Linked DNA regions of Gossypium hirsutum: region 1 is linked to region 2. Evidence: chromatin contacts called from public Hi-C data. All regions are on one chromosome and are shown on one strand. The core of a region is the stretch at or near the end of the contact, and the rest is flanking DNA. Distances in the headings are between cores, read along the strand shown. Region 1 has its middle 56 kb from the start of LOC107929704. Region 2 holds the start of LOC107886933 (pentatricopeptide repeat-containing protein At1g05670, mitochondrial).

What was found. Hi-C and Micro-C count contacts between places; a contact is called where the count stands out from the background.
Region 1: a contact with region 2 is called in a Hi-C map of leaf, with 1.7 times the contacts expected there. The contact joins the enhancer-like site here to the promoter of LOC107886933 in region 2. A contact is called at or near these places in 2 of 34 Hi-C or Micro-C datasets (callus and leaf).

What each region holds. Positions count from the first base shown.
Region 1 is chrA03:102,072,731-102,077,729 of Gossypium_hirsutum_v2.1, reverse strand. No RefSeq gene overlaps it. Among protein-coding and RNA genes, the nearest start is that of LOC107929704, 56 kb to the left of the region's middle. Within about 2 kb of position 1,794, at least 6 of the 9 cell types and tissues checked have an H3K27ac peak or open chromatin away from gene starts, as enhancers often do. A contact at or near this core is called in leaf, where this site is marked.
Region 2 is chrA03:101,750,360-101,754,713 of Gossypium_hirsutum_v2.1, reverse strand. LOC107886933 (pentatricopeptide repeat-containing protein At1g05670, mitochondrial) reads right to left here and starts at 2,531. Exons shown (of 4, transcript XM_041100098.1): 1 at 2,386-2,531; 2 at 1,847-1,884; 3 at 1,691-1,733; 4 at 1-1,317. The coding sequence starts at 1,175.

The DNA.
Region 1 (4,999 bases), core at 545-3,044, 320 kb before region 2:
ATTATGGCTTAAATTTTATTTTACTTTTTGCTATTTCATGGCATTAAATTGGATTTTGACTCTTTTCTTTTATCTTAGGCCTTGTTTGATAGACCATTGAAAAAATTAAATCAATTGAAAATTAATATTTTCAATGATTTAATTTTTTATACATGTTTGGTAATCCAAAATAAAAACAATTTGATAGAAATTTTCTATAAAAAAGTGTGAAAAATAATAAGTAAATACGTTTAAATTTTAATTTTTGTTTAGAATAAGGTGAAATGTTTAAAAATTAATAATAAAATATAATTTTTTTATAATTTAAAATCTATATTTATCAAGTAATTTAATTATATTCCAAAAATAATTTTAACTAATATATAAAAAATAATAATAATTTAAGTTAAATACTTCAATTTATTAAACAACACTTTACATGTAACTTCAATTTATATTCATGACAATGAATAAATTTATACAGTTACAAAATATCAGTTATTAAATAGTTATTTTATTCAGTGTTATGGTTCTAATATCTGTTTAATTATTAATTGATGATACTTACTGTGTATGAACTTGTATAGTATAGTATATTGAATGCAAACCCTAATTATGAGATTGTACTCTTAAGTTTATATTAATATTAAATCTTTAACGGAATTGATGTTATGGGCCAATTGATAAAAAATTAATTAAAAAATAATTAATAATTAATAATTATATTTATATTTTATATAAAATCTAAAAAAAATAAAATAAAATTTAAAGTTTCTCAAATCCTCATCTTTTATAATTTCAATAAAAATCTTTTTTAAGTAAAGAAATTATTTTTGCCCATACTGTAAATGTCCTATAATATAAGATAATTGATTTCTTTAGGATTTCGTAAGTGTTGTTCTTTCTTTCTTCTATGCAACTTGTTAGTTAAAATTATAATTTGAGATAATTTCAATCATATATTTCAAGTTTTTGGCTTCCAGAACAAAACTTTTATAAAAAGTTATTACTTACATTTATATCTCAACTACTCGAATCATACCAAAAGAAGAAAAAAATAAAGCAAGTCTCCAACAACGTGGGAATTCACTATATCTATCACAACTGTTTCAATAACATTAACTACTCAAACATCATACATAAATTGACCAAAACTAATTTGTTTAAACATAATATTTTTTTACTCAATTTGGTAATTAAATTTATTTTCATACTTATACATTTTTTTTCATTTTATTACTTGAATTTATAATTGGATTTATTTTTATTTCTAAACTTGAATTCCGTCAAAATTTAATGATATGACCAGTGTTCTTAGAATATAACTAGATTGATTGATCGGATCGATTTGATAAAAAATTAGTCAGTATATTATTCCGGTCGAACAAAAAAAGTTTAATTGATTGAATCAAAAACTACTCAACCAATAAAAATAGAAAATTATGACAAGAATTAATAGTCGAATATGTTAACTAGTTTAACTTTTTAAAATAGAAAACATTATGATTATTTATTTAATTTTTGTTAGTTTAACTGTTAAATTAATCAAACCAATTGAATTAAGAATAGTGATATGATCGGTTCAATCATTTCTTCTATTATTAGAATATGATGTCTCCCCTGTCCTTTGGCTTCCCAGTGGTCGATGGTGTCTTTTCTTGACCTGGGCCAGGGCATACTCTTTAGCAGAGGCATTCATGACGACGACGGGTGGGACCACCGTGCTTCTTTCTTCCTCGACATCCCTTGGCGTTCCCTAAACCTCCGCCTCCGATTACAGAGGTTGAGGAGCCTTTTAGGAGCTGGGTTTTACTGGTAATGTTTGACGCTGGGACCTTCGGTTTTTTGGGGCCTGATTTTTATTATTGTATGTATGGGCTTTCTGGGCCACTATTGCACTTATTCCCATTCTTTAATGAATGTTTTATGTTGGAAAAAAGGCATACTCACTTTGGCCCCTAAACTATATAATTTTTTCACTTTAGTATCCAATCTTTTTTCATCTAACTTTGATATTTTCTAAAGTTTGATGATCCTGTGTAAAAAAAAATTCGTTATTTGAAAAATTTTCCTGAAATCATTTTTCACAAGTTGTTCTTAATAAAACAAACACAACATAATTTATTTTTTACAAAATATTATAGTAATAATTAATATCATATATAAACTTAATAATAAACAATGTTTAATTAAAACCTAATTTAAATTACATATATTACGCATATGAAAGTGGATAGTGACACATTTGAGTTGTAAGAGATAAATATAAAATTGTAATATATATTTTTAAAATATTCATATTTTTCGCTCAAATTTTTTTCATATCTTATATCAGAAAACATTTATTATTAAATATTTATAAATTGTAATATATCTTTATTATTAAAATATTAATATAAATATTTTTCAATAATATATTTATAATATTATTTAAAATTTAAAATTATTATTGTTAATTTTTTATTAAAATAAAATTGTAATATTAAATAATTTATTAAAATAATAAATTATATTATTAAATATAAATAATTAAATATGCATGTTTAAGAATATTACACATTACAATATTTGATACTAATATTTTATTATTTTAATATTTTTAAATATTTTAAAATAAAAATAAAAATTGATTATTAATATAATAATATTAGATTTGATTCAAGTTAATTTTTATATAAAGATAAAATTATTCATAAAAGAGTTCATTTTCGAAAAATAACTTACGCTTTTCAAAATGGTAAGTTAATTTACAAGAAAATGGACTTATTTTCAGTTGACCGAGTTGTTTTTCATGAAACCAACATTCATTTTCCATAAAACAAATGCACCCTCAAACTATCCTTTGTTACCCAAATTGGCCCATGATGTTAAAAAAAATAAGGATAAAATACAAAAATGGTCACTAAAATATTTCTCACGTTCTATTTTGGTCACTAAATTTTAAATTCTTTTCGATTTAGTCATTAAACTATTCAAAATTAAATTTTTTGGTCACCAAGCAATAAAAGCCATTTGAAATTTGACAGAAGTGTTGACTGGGTTTTTTTTATTGGTCTAATAATAAATTTAACCCTCTAATATTTACACATTCTATCAATTTGATCTTAAATATATATAAAAAACAACAAATTTAACTCACAATGTTTACAAAATTTGTCATTTTAGTTTAAATTCTAAAAATTCAATAAATTTATGCCACAGTATTTACTAAATGACAAATTTTAATTTTTAAAATAGTGTTATTGATCTGAAAAAGGTTAAATTTTACAAACTTAAATTTAAGCCTTTTCTTAATACATGTAAAATAAATAATGTACTTGGGAGTGCAAAGCTATTTCCTTTCCTCTAAGCTGATTGAACATCTTATTGCCAACGATTTGGCGAGTAACCACCCCAATAGGAGCAAACATGCCTTTCCTAACAGGAGTAAACACCATTTACATCCTTTAATTACTAAGCCATCACCATCACGATTCAAGAAGAAGTACGTACGCAGATCACAGATGTCGCTTTTAAACATAGAAATTTGTGCCCTTAATTAGAATATATTTTCAATACTAACTCATTACTTCTCTATATCTCTTCATTTCATTATTACCGACCAAGTCTTAGTCTTGAATAGTACTTTACCATATAGTCTATATATATATTGTCCTTACTGATTCTTCTGATTTCATTTAAAAGTCATACAAAATTAGCCACCAAGAAAAATCTATTAGAATGCGCCACCTCATCATGGTACACCACAAAGAACATCCTTCATAGTTCTTTATTGAGAGTCCTATTAAGACATGCCACTAGGGCAATCCATTGTAGTTATATAATCAAATTATATAAATAATTATAATATTTATATTTTAAATTATTTTTATAAGCTAATAAGTCCTTGTTTTAGTTGGAAAAGGCGAAGGCCCTAAATCTTAAGTATTTAGGTTCGAGACTCATCGTTCGCAATTTTATGCGTGGATTTCAAAGTCACACCATGTGCGACACCCATGTGTGAGTTTAGTTCAACTAGTTCAGTTTGTTGACATTAGTCTGGACTGTACCAGTTCTTAGTCCAATCATGTTATAATGGTTTGATTGTACTTTATCATTCCTCTAACAGTATATATTGTAATAGTTTGATACTTGTGATTATTCAAACATATATATTTATACTTGTCACACTTATAAAAAAAATATTTTTATAAAACTATTAATTAAAAAAACTCTCGACCAATTACCGGTTCATGGAAAGCTCGAGCCTTAGAAATTTCCTACCATAATATTACTGATTATTGACAAATTAATCCATTTGAAATGGATTTGCAAAATGATCGTTTTCTTGAATGGAAATGTGCCAAAAATGAGATGCTTAATTATAAGGCTATCAATAGTTTCATTTTTGGGCCTTTAGCAAGACTAGGCTTAGCCCAAGCTCCTTCTGCTCTTTCGACTTTTCAAGTAGAAGAAGCAACATAAGATGATGTGTAGCTGTTTTTCTTTTAATTAAACATTTCTCCTTCTTAATTTTCCATCTTCAGTTAACCAAACAAAATTAATTTATTTTCTATCCTATTAGGCCTATCTGTATCCTACTAGTTTGTATTACTTGGACTTCACTAAAAAATGAAACTTACAAGTTTATTGCTAAATAAATAAATAGAACATACTTGATTATAATTTTTATAATATATTTAGAATTTTTAATATTTTTTAATATTTAATATTTATATTTAATTTTAAATAATATTAAAATTTTTAGCTATAATTTAGAGGTCAAATTTGTTATTAACCCTTTGAATTAGCATGTCGTCCTCTTAAAAAATTAGCAATGTAAAAATTTAATTAAATTAATAACTATTACGTAACATTTAAAATTTTAGCGATCGAAATATAATTTTAAACAAAATTTTATTTTTTTTATTTCTAATATTATAATTGCTTTTACTATCTGAGTTGATATTACTTGATGCATAACAATTAAATTCAAACATAGAATAATAGAAATTATTGTCTACTATATTATTCATTTTAA
Region 2 (4,354 bases), core at 1,282-3,781:
ATAATTTTTCGACCCTGCATCTCATTTAACAACTTGTACGCAAGAGCAATATTCCCTAGCTTACAAAAACCATCTATGAGAGTTGTGTATACCACAATATCAGGGAGTATTCCCTGGTTCAACATATCTCTCAAAGCTTTCTCTGCTTCAACTACCTTACCAGTCTCACACAATAGATATATTATGCTGCTATAGGTATAAGGGTTGGGCTTTAATGCTTTACTTTGCATTTCGTCAATTAGCCTTAACACCATTTGCAGCCTCCCCACATGACAATATCCATCAATTATGGTGCTGTATGTTACAACATCCGGAAGACAGCCCCTCAACTCCATCTGCAAGAGTAAACGGTGGGCTTCTTTTATTTTCCCTAATTGACAGAGGGAGTGAATGATAATGTTGTATGACGCTGTATTCCAACAAATGCCAACATCAGGAAGTTCAAAGAAAACCTTTATAGCTCTCAAAAACCCATCAAAGTGGTCTCTTAATTTACTAAGATATATGTTTAAAGAATCAACAGAGATAATCAATCCATAATTCAACATTTTGTCAAAGAGCTTCTTCCCTTCATCAAGCAACCCAACTTCAACGAGAACTTGAAAAAAAACATCAAACACTTTGGGATCTGAACCCCAGTCCTTGTAAGTGTAAATTAATCGTTCAAGGATGTAATTGAGTGATAGACCAATATCCAAATCAGGTTTTGACCAAAAGTCATGAATAAGTTGATGAGCCATTTTTAAATCTTTAGAAGCTACGGCAATTTGGATAACAATGCAACGGGCTTCGAGTATTGGGTCTCTACGCAAGCATGCCCACTCAAAGAAATCCAAAACAAGTCTATATTCACCCTTAATGTTCATCAGAACCCAAATCAAATGATCAGATCTAAATTTTGACTCATAAGGCTTCAGAACACGACAGACGGGCTCAGAACGGCGTAATTTTATTGCATTTGAGATTTGATGCACAAGTTCTGAGTCCTTGACGGTAGGTTTCTTTGGGGAATAATCGGGAAAAGGCCTGGTATTGGCAGAGTCCGACAAGTGGAGTATAGGGCCCAAATATCTTTTGAAGAAAGGTGGACCAGATTTGGGGGCAAAACTTTGGGGATAACAATGAGATAAGAGCTGGAAACAATGGCTCAAGGAAGAGACAGCAAACTTGATCATCTTTGCAGGAAAAACCCATCACGAGAAATTTTGAGAATCTTTGTTCAAGAAGACAGCAATTCCTCTCCATGAAGAAGAAACAGAATGAAGGAACTTTCTCATCACACCATCATAAGGAGAATGCAAATTATCATGGTAAAAGCTGCATATATTAGGATAATAATAAATAGACGTTAGCATAGTAGCAAATCAGTGAAATCACATTTTCAGCAACACTCAATCATTACTAAATGCTAAGTGATATGAAATGCCCACTAATATCATCATTAAGCAACACATTAAATTGATATTCACAAATTTATCACTCTCTTCTCATTTGAGCTAAACTTCGTACATAAACCACATGTCATTATGGAGGTGAAGTCAATAGTTAAACAATGAAGGTAATCATTTTAACAAAAATGTTGGTTCACCTCTCTGACTTGTGCAATCAATAAACATTTCTAATGAATTTGAAATTAATGAAAAAAGAATATATAAATCAAATGCTATTCAAGCAGTGAAATTTGAAGTACCTTGTTTTCTCCTTTCAGCAAAACATATTCCTCCGAGTAAAAACTGCTATAGGGAACGAAAGAATTATTTAGCTAATGATGTTATTCCATATGGTGACAGAAGTCACAAAGATCAACACCTCAAGCAAGCCGTATGCAAAACATAAACTCTCATACATCAAAATTTCAACAGCATCTTGTTCAGTGGCCTTTTCCTGATGATGGAGAAAACACTTATATTAGTCAACTGCTGAAATTCTATATTCAGTTCTACTACTGGAAACTTATAAAGAGCCTATTCAATCACCTCTAAAATGTCAAAGCTAAATAAATATATCATCAGTTCCTACTGTTTGTGAAGGAAAAGAATTTCAAACCATGTACTAATGAAAGCAGCTAATTTCAACAGCTTAACAACAAATGTACCCTTTTTCTATACCGATATGAATAGTTCTCTCATAGGCAATTCATCAAACATAAGGAGAGTAAACTTTAGATTCTTTACCATACGCAATCCACACAAAAAAAAAATTTACTATAATTCTATAATCTCAATTGAATCCATAGAGAAACCCAAGAAACGGCTGGAACAACACATTGCGGCAGATTTTAAAGAGCACCTCAAAGAAAGAAAGAAAAAAGTCGATGGCATAGAAAATAAAAGAAAATAAAATAAAGAAAACCCATTAACAGGAAAACGTGAATGCGACTGATACCTTGAATTCGAAGAAAACCAGTAGGAAGGTGCTTCAGTTGGTTTCCTAGTTCCAAAAGAGGTACGAAGATTTTGCTTCGACTGTTCAGCTACAGAAGTAAAAGAGAGACCAAATTGCAGTAGGTGAGCTGCCAGTTGGGACAGTGCTTCATCGTATGGGTTGGGCTTCTACATGATTTTCTCGGCTTCTATTGGGCTTTTTATTTGTTATAGGCCATCAAATCAAATTCAGTTGGGAATTGGAAAATGTATAAATATATGTAGTAATTCATATTCTCTAAATAAAAGAATGCGAGTACTAATAAAATTAATAAAATAAATAAACTTTCTAAATAAATTTATCTACTTATTCTAATATTTCATATTTGTTAAGTTATTCTCTCTTTAACATTAAATATAAACTCATTTTATTAATAATTGATCCCCAATCAAGTATAAAGATAGATTTTGTGACTTTTGCAGCCTCAACTTTGGAAGTTTGGCTTTAGACCTAACTTCCAAACCTTCCAAGTATATATGCCCTTTTGTCAATCAAGTTCACCCCAACCGATGAGTTTTGTCGAACTTGGTTCTAGGATGCAAGAAGAAGAGGAGAAAGAGCTATCATTTCTTTTGTAAGCCTCAGGAAAATGATATGGCTCAAGCCTTTAGCTAGTTACATTTCAAGTACCCTTCCCTTGAGGGTTTTGGGAATTTTACCATCATATAGAAAATGGCCACAACCATCTTGGCCATTCATGTTATTGGCCTACCAGAAGATTGCATTATATGCAGTCAGATGGTTTACCACTAAAAGGTCAATCATCTTTATGACCGTATGTTCATCGCCCAATACCATTGAGAGGGTGATAGATTTCTTGACCGTGATTGGCTGTTTGGCAAAACCATATACTGGGCTAGCTTTCATTAATGTTCTGTCCCTGAGACCCATCTTGTGAAAGGCCTTGGCTGTTAAAATGTCTACCAAACTCTCCATGTCTACTAGGATTCTTTTAACCTAAAAGGTTGAAATGGTGGCTGAGATAATATGAGGTCATCTCCAATAGTTTTATGCCATATTAGTAATTTCATCCTGAATTTTAAGATTTTAATTTAGATTTGACTTTTTTTTCAGGATCAAAATATTAAAATTTAGGATGAAAATGATAATGTAGGATAAAACTATTGGAAAAGTGATACAGATGACGTGGCATCAGTGTTTCATACAATCTTTCCCTAGTAACATAATATTAGTTTTGTCAGAAGAAGAAGACACTTCCTTTGAAAAATCATCTTCCAAAAATAAAAATCATAAAAAAATCTGAAAAGCAGAAAAGAAATTATACTTATCAACAACAATATGATTTCTAATCCTATAAACAACTTATATAACATTGGAAGAATAAATTTTTTTAAGACATCTGATAAAAATGAAAGAATAGAATATCTAAAACTAATAGAACAACTTTATAAAAAAACATAAATACCTATTTGTATTATTCAATTATCATTATATGTTAAACTATCATACTACAAATAGTAGTAGTAGTTCTAATAATTCTAATAATTCTATAGACTTAGAAGACATAAATGTTACAAGTTATAAATCTGATGAAGAAAATACTTCAACAAATGAAAAAGAAAATATAGAAATATCAGAACCAATGGATACTAATCAAACAAATCAAGATCCTAATGGAAAAATAAAATTAGATATGGATCTTTAAAAGATGATTATTTAAGATCCTTTAATAAAAAAAATGAACAAGTTGAAAATATAACAAGAATTTTTGGTAATCAAACCGAAAATATTGCTACTAACGAAATAAAATATGAAAATTTAGAAGAATCGTCTACCCAACCTGTCCCACATAGGATAGATGATCTAAATAAAAGAAATGTTGCTCAAGGAAGAATATATTTAGATCCAACTAATATTCTTATAACAAACTATGAAAAAACCATAGATGAATGGGCATAGTCTATGACTA